2 separate regions of the Danio rerio genome follow, and region 1 is linked to region 2. A link is a contact called in public HiChIP or PLAC-seq data. All regions are on one chromosome and are shown on one strand. The core of a region is the stretch at or near the end of the contact, and the rest is flanking DNA. Distances in the headings are between cores, read along the strand shown.

Region 1 (5,773 bases), core at 1,680-4,179, 280 kb after region 2:
CTGCTTTAGTAAACTGCACAAAGATCATCGTAAATTAGAAATCACTATGCCAAGAACAAAATGAACCTAATGTTACTTCCAAGACCTCAAACATGCTCTGAAAATAGAAAGAGGTAAGAGGGGTTGACCAATATATGAAACAGATGTTTCTTTACAAAACATTTATCCACTCAGATATAAATGACTGTAGTGAGTTTGATGCATGAACATGTATTTGGCCTAGTACAAGAAAGTACAGAGCAGTGATCATTTTGGCCCTGACCAATTCAACTAGTCCAAAACCACAAGATCAAGTGACCACAGTAAAACAAATTCCTCCCAAGAAAACGAGTATAGCCAAACTGACTCTTTTAAAGCACAACATTTACCTTTGGCAGAGTTTCCTAGATTGTTAATCCGCGAATGTCCCACAGAAAGACCCTTTTCGCAGATAAAGTGAACCTAGAACAGAAGACAACATATTAGTTTTGTTTTAGACACACTTTAAATAGCAGTTATAACTAGCCATTACATTTAAACAGGTTGAAGTAAAACTACGGAGCAGACATTAACACAGCCTCACCTTATTCCTATCAGACAGCAGAAAAGCATAGGATTCTGCAAGTTCTGCCTCTGTCCTGCCATTCTGCTTGAGTTCCCTTTTCTTCTCGATGAACTATGAAGACAAATCATTTTTAAAAATTATAATCTTAAGTGGCTCGAGGATAATTTTATTCATCAAGTCTGCAAACAAAAATGCTGTTAACTTGACTCAGCACTCACCTCTTTCTCCAACAGTTCGTTGTGAATGAGAGAAGCTTTGGTGTAGTTGAAAGTCGCTCGAGATGTTGCGTCCAGGTAGAACGTGGACAGAAGCTTCACGACGTCTTCAAACTCTCTGGACTCTGGAGGCAAGTGCTGAAAGAGACCTGGAGAGAGAAGACAAAGCTCATTAAATCAGAAAAACATCAAATTCAAGAGATACTCTCAGGTATATGGCATTATAATGTTACATTTCAGTTTTTTTTTTTTTACAAAGAATCCTGAAATATGGACGACCTTAAGTGTTGTACACAGAGAACTGTTTTGCCAGTAGACCATAAGTTAAACATGTTATTCTCTGCATGTGTCGCATACACAAATGCAAAACAATAAGCAAACATCCAGTGACTTGACTAAAGAGTATTTTGAAGTGCCCATTTAAAAAAGCAAGATTGTGCATGCTCATTACTGCAACATTTTATTACAGAATGCTTGCACGTCCACAATTTTGCTTAATTTTCAATATTGAAATAATTTAGATTATGTGCCCTATTGTGCCCTAAAATGACCCAGTTTCATTATAGTAAATGTGTAGTAACCATTTGGGTTAATTGATAATCTGTACAACCACAGATTTAATACAAACACAATGGTGACACGAGTTAGTGTATCAAAACAATGGCTGCCGTTGCAATGGTTTAACAACAAAAACTGTAATAATGAAGCCACGATTAAATGCCAAAAGTGGAACAATGCAGCTCAATTAAACTACAATGTACACAAGCATTTTCAATAGCCAACGCTGTATTAGTATTATTAGCAAGTGACACAAAATGAATAATTTTTTCACGAAAAATCAGGAAACGTTCAGAAACAATTAGCACGAGCTAATATTTAACAACTTGTTAACCTATTCATCCAACCAAAACAACATAACGTTTAATAAATATGTATTTGAAATAACGTTAGCTAGTACTCAGTACAAAGCTATTTAGTGTCTGTTTTGCTTATTGTGCATCTAAACAAAGTCCACACGACAAAAAAATACGTTAAAGCACCAACAAACAGCTAAATCTTTTAAAAAAAGAGGCCAAAGTGAAAGTTGTCAGGCATAAATACACAAGCACCTTCCGTTGACAACTTTCGCTTTCATTAAAGTTGACAACGATTTTCCCACTATTTGCCAAACGAGGAAACGATGGGGAATGAATGGGGAGCTCAAAATAAGGCCGGTTGTTCGGGACTGACAGGTGTTTGAAACGCGTGGCGTAAAAAGACTGAAGGGAGAAATGCAGCGGTCAACTGAACCTCACACTGCTGCCATTGATGAGGGGAAGAAGTGTGTCATGTGGTGGGGCAGAACTGTACGGAATGGGAGGAGGAGTGTACAGCCAGCGAGCAGAGCAATGACACCGGCCTCCGTCAGCTTTACAACCATGAGGACGAAAACGCACGTCTTTGAGATGTGCTTTGAATAACTCGGCCGGAATCGGATCCTCGAGTGGCCGTGCGAGTTGCATCTGAGCGGCCGCTTTACCTGCAGCTCTACGCGGCGCACTCGTTAAAATCCATTTAGTAACAGTAGTGCAAGCCTCTAAAGCAAATCACGTGGCGCGTAATATAGATCCCTTGTGTATTTATCAATACGGGTCTATTTATATGACCCAAAGCGGCACAAAGCACGCTTTTAGCGAACTTGCAGGTCGTGAAACCCAAAGAGTGCATATCGGGAATGGTAGTAACCGTGGTAGCAATGGTGCACACAACCTTTCCGCTCCTTGATTTTCCTCGGGATCTGAAAATTCTTCCTTGGCAGCTCCTCAGCCGACCTCGGGAGCGTTGAAGGCGAGCCACCGCAGTTTTTCAGGTCCGACAGGCCTGCCCTCCGCCGCTCAGAAGCATCTTGTTCAGACATTTGCTCGTCTTCACATCCAGCTTGATCGCCATTTTGCTTGGATGTGGCCGTGCTAGAGGCTGACAACAATTGCTTCTTGCTGTCGCCATCCTCCAAGGTTAGGCTGCCGGCCTTGCTGCTCTCTTTGTCGCTTTTTCTCTCCTGGCTGAAATTGCAAGCCATTTTTTTGGACCAGCGGTCACCTCTTCAGCTGGCGATGAAGTTGGTTTCAGTTGCCGCTTCACGGAGTAATTCTCCTTCTCAACCAGCCTCCGCCATTATGCTTGTGACGTATGCCTTCCCCACCACTGCAAAACTCTGGCGTCACTCTGTTTACATTCACGTAGCCTGACGCCCTCCAGCGGCGCTGCCGTGAACCGCGCAGCGTCTAGACGCCATGACCGACCGAGAGCTTTGATCGCAGATCGCCGGAGAACCGGTGCCAAGAACGAACCATAGAGCCGACACACGGGGAACTCAGTGGGAAAACTCACTGCATATGTTTGAGCTCGTATTCAAAAAAAAAAAAAAAACCGTCTTCACGAATTGTAGGCAACACAAAGCTATCACGTGACACGATTCCATAAAGTGAATTAAAAAATCTAAAAAGGTATTTAGATTACACAATTGACATCGAGATATCGAACATTTAAAAAGTAGGCCTATACACAGGGGCGATTTTAGGGATTTGGAGGCCCTAAGCAACTCCAGCTATGGGGCTTCAAGTCCTAAAATGCACCCCTTCAATTTTTATTATATTTTTATTTATTTAGCTGTTTTTTATATGACTCAATCTTACTTTCTACGTCTTATGTTAACGTAAGCTTTACATTTTAAATAATTGGATGTCTTAAAATGATTTTACAACTAAAAAAAATATATTATATATATATTATATATATATATTATAAATTTGACTGCTGGACTGTTTCATGATTGAGGGTGGGGGATATTTTTTTCATAATATTATTAGTGCACAAAATTATGTTATTATAATAATGTTATATCAAACTGTATATTAAACAATATTTAATTACGTAAAAAAATATTTGTTTGACTTTTACTATACAAAATACGATAGAAAATTATATATTGTTTATAGGTATAACTTTTACTTCTAGATATTTATTGGGGACCCCCAGATGTCCTGGGGCCCTAAGCGGCCGCTTACCTTACTTATTGGTTAAATCTGCCACTGCCTATAAAGCAGGGTCTGTTAGAAGAACTGAGAGTTTTAATCTTTATGATGCAATGGATCTCGATGATCCAATCATAAAAATGCCTACAAGTTATCCAAAAAAACTTTCTGTTATGTTCCTATTTTTATACCAATTGTTGTATTCACGTAGTTACCTATTTTAATTAATTTGTTATTAATTTATTTGTTTTAATAATTATTGTCTTTTAATTAACTTGAATAATTCATTTAATTTTTTTTCTAAGCCTAGTTTTGTTATTAAATATTTCATAAATTTAACTTAATCTATTTTTTCCACACTTTTGCAACATTTCTTCCTCAACAGCTTCTGATGTTTAAAATTTTTTAAACAAAGAAAGAGATTTTTGGCATTTGTAGTTTGAATGATATATTATCTGGGTTCATCATGTAGATTATGGTAGAAAACCCAGCAATGCCCTGACCGTTTATTTTTATTCAAACTATTAAACATGTCAATAAAATGTGGATAAGCATGAACAACTTGAAATCAACCATAAATCAGACAAGCAACTTCTCCCAACTTGTGTTTTGTCACGAACATACAATCATACTAATGACTGCTTATTTATCCTGATAACATTTTTCATTGTTATTTTCCGGTTTCCCCCACAAGTCCAAAGACATGTGCTTTAGGTGAATTGGCCATAGTGTGAATGAGTGTATGGATGTTTCCCAGTGATGGGTTGGAGCCGGAAGAGCATCGGCTGTGTGAAACATATGCTGGATACGTTAGCGATTCATTCCGCTGTGGTGAGCCCAGATTGGTAAAGGGATAAGTCGAAAAGAAAACGAATACCAAATACATACATTTTAAATATACTAAAATAAACAACAAAATACAGCAGCCATTAATGTATCAAAATAAAACACTGTATTTTTGTATTTTAAAAATACTTCAAAATACTTTTCCAAGGAAGCATGACATTTCTTTGCAAACCTTCCATCAACAGGTCTATTGAATCAATCCCTTCACCATTAAACCGACTTAGGGAAGTAAACAATGTTTGACAGCAACAACTTTTCTCTGCCACTTTGTTCACCTATGGGGGGAAGTTGTGGCCTAAAGGTTAGTAAGTTGGACTTGTAAACCAAAGGTAACTTGTGTTTGTCTTAGTTATAAGTCCAACTCACTAACCATTAGGCCATAACCTCCCCCTATAGGTGAACGAAGGGGCAGTATATATATCTAAAATTCCTCTGCATTTCCACCTGCAGCACTGAGACTGAGATTGAAAATGTTCTAAAGCTCCTCATCTTGTTCTTCAGAACTGATATTTTATTCCATTTCTTTTCTTAAGCAAAGAGGCTGAATTGTATACACTATATTGCCATTGTATATTTCTGGTCTTTAGCATTGCTCAGTATACCATTTTCAGTAGTTGCTGACTTGCTCCTAAATCCCCTCACCATTTGTCTGTTACTTTCTTTAAGCATAATTTCCATCTACACTCTAATCATTGACCACCTTTTTAAAAATAAATCAGTTTTCTGTTCTGATCTCAAGCTTAGGCTAATAACCTAGAAAGCATCAATCAGAGGCCTCATTTTTAAGATGTCATTATGTACAGTAGAGTACTTGTAAAGTATTTTACAGTATTTTGAAACTACAAAAATACAAGACACTAAAATATTTTGATACAACACATTAAAGGTGCAGTAGGTGATTGTCTTCAGAAACATTTTTTGTTGTGCTGGTTGAAAATATCTTTACATTCCAATAGTACTGATTAAAGTAAATGTTTTTATATGTATTTTTATTTTCTGAGTAAGGCATAAAACTAAAAAATGTTAATCTAATTAAAATTTGTCAGGGCAACAATTGCCATAATTCTGATAAGTAGCCCATTAGATTTGTACATCTGCGCATTTGTCCACACAGATCCGCCATTTGCATGTGCATGCCACTTAAGTTCATGTAC
Region 2 (5,522 bases), core at 2,344-4,843:
AGACTTGCTGGCATATAAGGCTTTTGATTTATCAAGACTTTTGTAATATATAAATTGTTGCCAATTGTTTAGTATTTACAGGGTATCAGCAGGGTCTTAAAAAGTCCTAAATCTCAAAAGCTAAATTTTAGGCCTTAAAAAGTCTTTAATCTAGTTAAATGTTGTGTTGTAAAACCTCTTTTTTTTAAACAGGTTTTAATTTTTCTAAAAAATTTTCTTGCAGTTGCATTTGCTTAAAAGTTCTCCATTCTGCTAAGGATACTGACCTGACCTACATTTTTTTTATTATTAAATAATTATTATTGTAGTCTGAAGGTATTGACAGCAGTTTTGTTATATTCTTGGTAAGGGATATGGGGTTTGTGAATAGATATATTTGAAAATTTATATATATATAAAAAAAAAAAAAAAAAAAAAAAAAAAATATATATATATATATATATATATATATATATATATATATATATATAAAAATTCAAAGTTATTATAATTGTTTTATTTAAATGTAATATTTTTTTAAAGGGAAGTGATAATGTTTTCTAACTGGGATATTTGAAAAAAAAGTCCTTAGCAATTAGTCCTGTATAAGTCTAAAACTTTATTCATAATGGTCTTAAAAATGCCATAAAAAGTCTTAAATTGAACTGGTTGAAACTGCAGAAACCCTGATTTACATCTAATCATTTTCACAGTGCCTAAAACAAACTTTTTGCCACACCTGCTTATGGCAACTGACTTGAGAAATGTTCCAGCCAATAAAATGTGTATTTTATGTGATTAAAAACAGGCAGAACAAATGATAGAAATTCATCTACTTGCTATTATTACTGGTGGTGTTGTTATTTATTTTATTGCTTTGCTTTCAAGTATAAAACCATTTTAATGTAGTCCACAAGTAAACATCTCAAATGCATTCTCAGTTTTTTATGACCTGCTCGCATCAAAAGCTTATAGTAAAAACTAAGCGCAGTGATTTGATAATAATGATAAGATATTAATAGTAATAAATCCATAAATTACCAGCCAGATGGCAAATAACTTTAATTTACTGGCAACCAGGACTGATTTTTACTCTCATTTAGCAGTTGATGAATGTTAATAATATTAGGCCTTGATGATAATACATGCATGGTCTTAAAACAATAATAAGGAATTATATGATTTATCATTTCTTGACAGGTCTTCGGAGACGAGTACATACCAAACAAAAGGAGGTTAAAGAAGGCGAACAAGAGACAGATGAAGTGAAAACAAAGACAGACTCACCCACGCCAGAACACAGGGATCCCTTGAAGTGGTTTGGGATCCTTGTACCGCAAAATCTGAAACAAGCTCAGTCTGCCTTTAAAGAGGGTAAGCTCTGTTGTGATGATCTTTTACATACGTCTCACAGTTCATCGATTAAAAGTATAAAAAAATAAAATGATTAGAATTAACAAATTTCTTTTAGCAGAGCATGAAGAACTCCAAAAATTCATAAGTCAATATTACTGATGTATATTTAATGTTACTGCACTACCAGACAGAAAATTATTTGGAGGAACAAAAGCAATAGATATGCTTGCAATATGAAAGTCACAATAAAATATCAAGCATAACATTCTTTTCATATATAAAATTAACCCCATATCAAACTGCTCAGTTTTCACTATGTATATGGTTTATTTGTAGTGCAGTCTTGATTTAGCATTTAGAATGGAAGTTCCACAAACATGGACGTACAATATATAATTTGAAACGCTGTAAAAAAAGACAAGGTGGATATATACTGTTTGCTTAAGCTGTTTAATTGTATGCTTCTATATTAGTGTTTCTCAACCTCGTTTTTAAAGGACCACCAGTTCTGCACGTTTCCCATGTCTTCTTAACCACACACATCTGATTCAGATCATCAGCTCATTAGTAGAGACTGAAAGAGCTGTAATTGGTGTGACAGACAAAGGAGACATATAAAATATGCAGTGTTGGTGGGCCTTCAGGAATGTGGTTGAGAAACACTGCTTTATATTGTACTGATTTGATGTGGTTTGCTGAACATTTGCATTGTGTATGTTTTATTTTAGGAGTTATTTAAGCATCATTTAATTAATTGATTTAGTATTACTACTCTGATCTTAAATGTTAACACTTTATGTACCTTTCCCCCCCCTCAGTCATCACTCTGTCTGTAGAAATTGCATCCTTGCAAAGCACAATACTTGCTACAAGGAAAGAGATGCAAGTCCAAATGAAGGAGAAACAAGAGAGGACAGAGAAGGCTCAGGTGGAAGTAAAAGAGGAATAACGGCAGACTCTTTCTTTTTCATCCATATTCATTATTTATTGATATGTTGGATGTTTGACATCACTGTTATTGCATAAACAATGCTATTTTCCCAATTAAAAAAAACCTGTTTCAAGCAGTAATACACACTTGAATTCATTAAATGTGCATATTTACTTTACATTGGATTTGTAGTCAATCATTTTTGATAACTTGCACTGCCAGGTTTTTCATTTTAAATATGAATGCTTTTGTTGTTATGTTATATATATAAATGTATGTGTGTGCGTAATTATCAGATTCTTCAGTAAGTAATATAAATTAATTAATTAAAACATTGTCCAACTATTTTCTGTGACTGAATCATGTTATTATTAAAATGCATGTTTTTTTTAATGTAAAATTTAAGTTAAGAGCTGTTAATGAAGGTAAATTGACTGATTTATCCTCATAAACTTACACAGCTGGAACAATTTAAAGTGCTCAGCATATATAATTACACCCCTCACAAATCTATCTTTTAAATGAATATTTTTAATAGGAAGCTATACCATGGTATATTTGTGCATATACATTAGATCAGTCAGTACTAAAGCCAAATCTGGAGCTTATCTAACAAAATAACTTGCGATAACCGTCTGAAAACTAGTACACCCAAATGTATATGTTATAGAAAAATATTAAATACAAGTTTAAAGAAGAGAAAAAAATCAAGAAAAGCAAAAAATGTGATTTTTTTTTTGCAATATTTTGCTTGAATTTTATTCTTATATCTTTCTATTTCTAAATATGTTTGGTGAATAAAATATTATTTTAATATATCTGTTTAATAAATCTGTTTTGTTTAAATGCACCAAAATACATTGCCTATATTTTCTGAGAAATGAATCAAAATGTTAATTTTCAAAATGGGATATACTCAGGTTTTCAGAGCACTGTATTTTTCAAAAATAGTAATTAATCATTTTATTTTATATGTAATTCCCCTGCTTTATAATAACAGATACCTTTTATTAATACCACAAGTTCCTGCTAAAACAGAAAAATAGGTATTCACGATTTAAACGTGCACGAGCATTAAGTGTCAAGCGCGTCCTCGCAGTCGTGTATGTGTTGTGTACATTATAGACATTGACAGCATTAAATCTATTGCTAACACATTGTTTCCACAAAGCGAGCAATAAAGCTGTTCTTTAATGTGGGTGCTTAAGTAAACCTTTATCACATAGTGGGTGGATGTCCAATAATATCGGCAAAACAGACAAATAGAGGCGGCATGATAATTAAATAAATAAATGCCCCATTCGCTGTCTACTTCCTGGTGTTCATCGCAAATGAGCTGCTAGCGGATAGCCATGTTTACAGCTGAAACGGAACCGGGCACAAACGTTTACGCGCTCACGTAAATCTGACGGACGTGCATTTTTTTGTTTTGATCAAGACGTGTAACAGAAGATATTTTCACAATGACAGGACAATGCAATCAGCATCAGATCAGGTGAACGCGCTATCTCTATCCTGTTATCTCTATGCCGAGTTTAGGCTATTAACCTAAATCCCAAAGCTAAGCAGATATTTGGGAAAACAAGAGGATATCAACGTTTATTTTAAGAGCTATTTTCACGGTGTCGTCGCTAATATCGGGGAAGATAAGAAGATCACTGATGGCGTCAAAATCTAGGGTCTCCATTCTGGATTACTTCAATATCGTCTGTGAGGGAGAAAATGGCAAAATTGAATCAAACTGCAAAGCTTGTGGCACAAGAATTCAGGCTAAACGGACAGTTACTTCTAACTTTGTTACACATTTAAAGGTAAGAGTTGTTTTATTTTGTAATAAACAGTGTTCTGTGTCTTAATAACAAGAACAAATTGGAGGTAAAAATCTAAACATGGTCACATTTCAAAATTTACACTTCTCTGGGATCCTGTAGTTATAAAGACATACATTTTTTTGATTAAACATTTAATTTCCTAGGAAAAAAAAGTAATAAAATGTAAAAAAAAAAAAAACTAAAAAAAATTATATTTGTTACATTTTTTAATAAAAGAAAATGTTATTTACTAATAACTTTAGTAATTACTGATTAAAAACAAGTTAGAGATGTTCATTAACCAGAAAAAGTGTGAACCCTTAAAATGCCATTGTTCTTTATGTGTATGCTTTAAATACTATATTATTACTACATATATCATATTCTGCATATATATATTTACCTGTATATAATCATGTCATATTCACAGCGTAAACATCAGGCCATGTATGATGAATTTGTGAGGAAGAAAGATGTGAAAAGAGAGGCTATGCAGACATGTACCGGTCCTCCAAGCGGTCGAATGATCCCTCAAACTGCTGCAGGGTTGAACAAGTTTGACTACAGCGACCCTCGGCAATCGCTAATCTCTGAAGCTATCGCTAAGATGATCATCCGGGACCTGCAGCCGCCGCAAATAGTGGAATATGAGGGTTTCCGTGAACTTCTCCAGCTCCTGGAGCCCCGATACATACCAGTACAATGTCATTATATACAACAGCAGCTCCTGCCAGCTTACGTCTCACAAGTGCAACTAGCTGCCAAGCAGGCTCTGAAAGGAGCAGAGTCCTGCAGTGTGACACTTGACCTCTGGAGAAGCAGCTCTGTGGGTAACAGCTCTGGTGCTGGGTATCTAGGAGTAACTTGCCACTTTATAAACGCCGACTGGCACATCAGATCCGCCCTTTTAGCCTGCTTACCCCTTCCAGACCACAGCAACACTCAGCAAATGCTCAGCGAGTTTGATGAGATCTCCGAATCCCATGGCATCACTGGAAAAGTGTTCAGAGTGGTCGCCGACTTGTTGCCTTGTGAAAGCAGATCTGATTTTCGTCTTCCTGGGTTCAGTCTAATTGGAAATGGTGAAGAAGATGAAGAAGGGGAGGAAGATGGTAGCAATGGAGATCCTGGAGAAGGAGAATCCAAAGAAGGCATTAGTAGCAACGAGTACCACAGGTCTTTAGATCAGTGTCTCGGTCGAAGTAGGATTGACTGCTTTGCTCGATTACTAGCTCAGTGCATAAAGGAGGGCGTTTGCGCTTCTCCTCATGTATCGCTTCCTCTAAACAAAGCAAGCCTCCTCTATAACTACATTATTGCTACAGTGGCTCCTGAAAAACTTGTGCAAGTGTTCGGCTCCTCAGCAAATTGGCAAAGACCTTCATCCACAGACAAGTGGAACGATCAGTTAAAGATACTGCGCCAAATGGTGGACTCAATGGATT

The links. HiChIP or PLAC-seq counts read pairs in DNA pulled down with a chosen protein or histone mark.
Region 1: a contact with region 2 is called in an H3K4me3 HiChIP or PLAC-seq map of gastrula embryo, with 4 times the contacts expected there. The contact joins the promoter of tasorb here to the promoter of si:dkey-109j17.5 in region 2. A contact is called at or near these places in 2 of 4 datasets of contacts at active chromatin or transcription factors (embryo and gastrula embryo).

The regions. Positions count from the first base shown.
Region 1 is chr23:22,387,856-22,393,628 of GRCz12tu, forward strand. tasorb (transcription activation suppressor b) reads right to left here and starts at 2,930. Exons shown (of 23, transcript XM_073938801.1): 1 at 2,509-2,930; 2 at 763-908; 3 at 563-655; 4 at 369-441. The coding sequence starts at 2,818. asb14b (ankyrin repeat and SOCS box containing 14b) reads right to left here. Exons shown (of 12, transcript XR_012398460.1): 11 at 5,022-5,773; 12 at 4,703-4,894.
Region 2 is chr23:22,102,572-22,108,093 of GRCz12tu, forward strand. si:dkey-109j17.5 reads left to right here and starts at 3,594. Exons shown (of 2, transcript XM_021473612.2): 1 at 3,594-4,077; 2 at 4,508-5,522. The coding sequence starts at 3,928. It overlaps vma22 (vacuolar ATPase assembly factor VMA22), which reads left to right. Exons shown (of 5, transcript NM_001013295.2): 4 at 1,180-1,353; 5 at 2,154-2,440. The coding sequence ends at 2,284.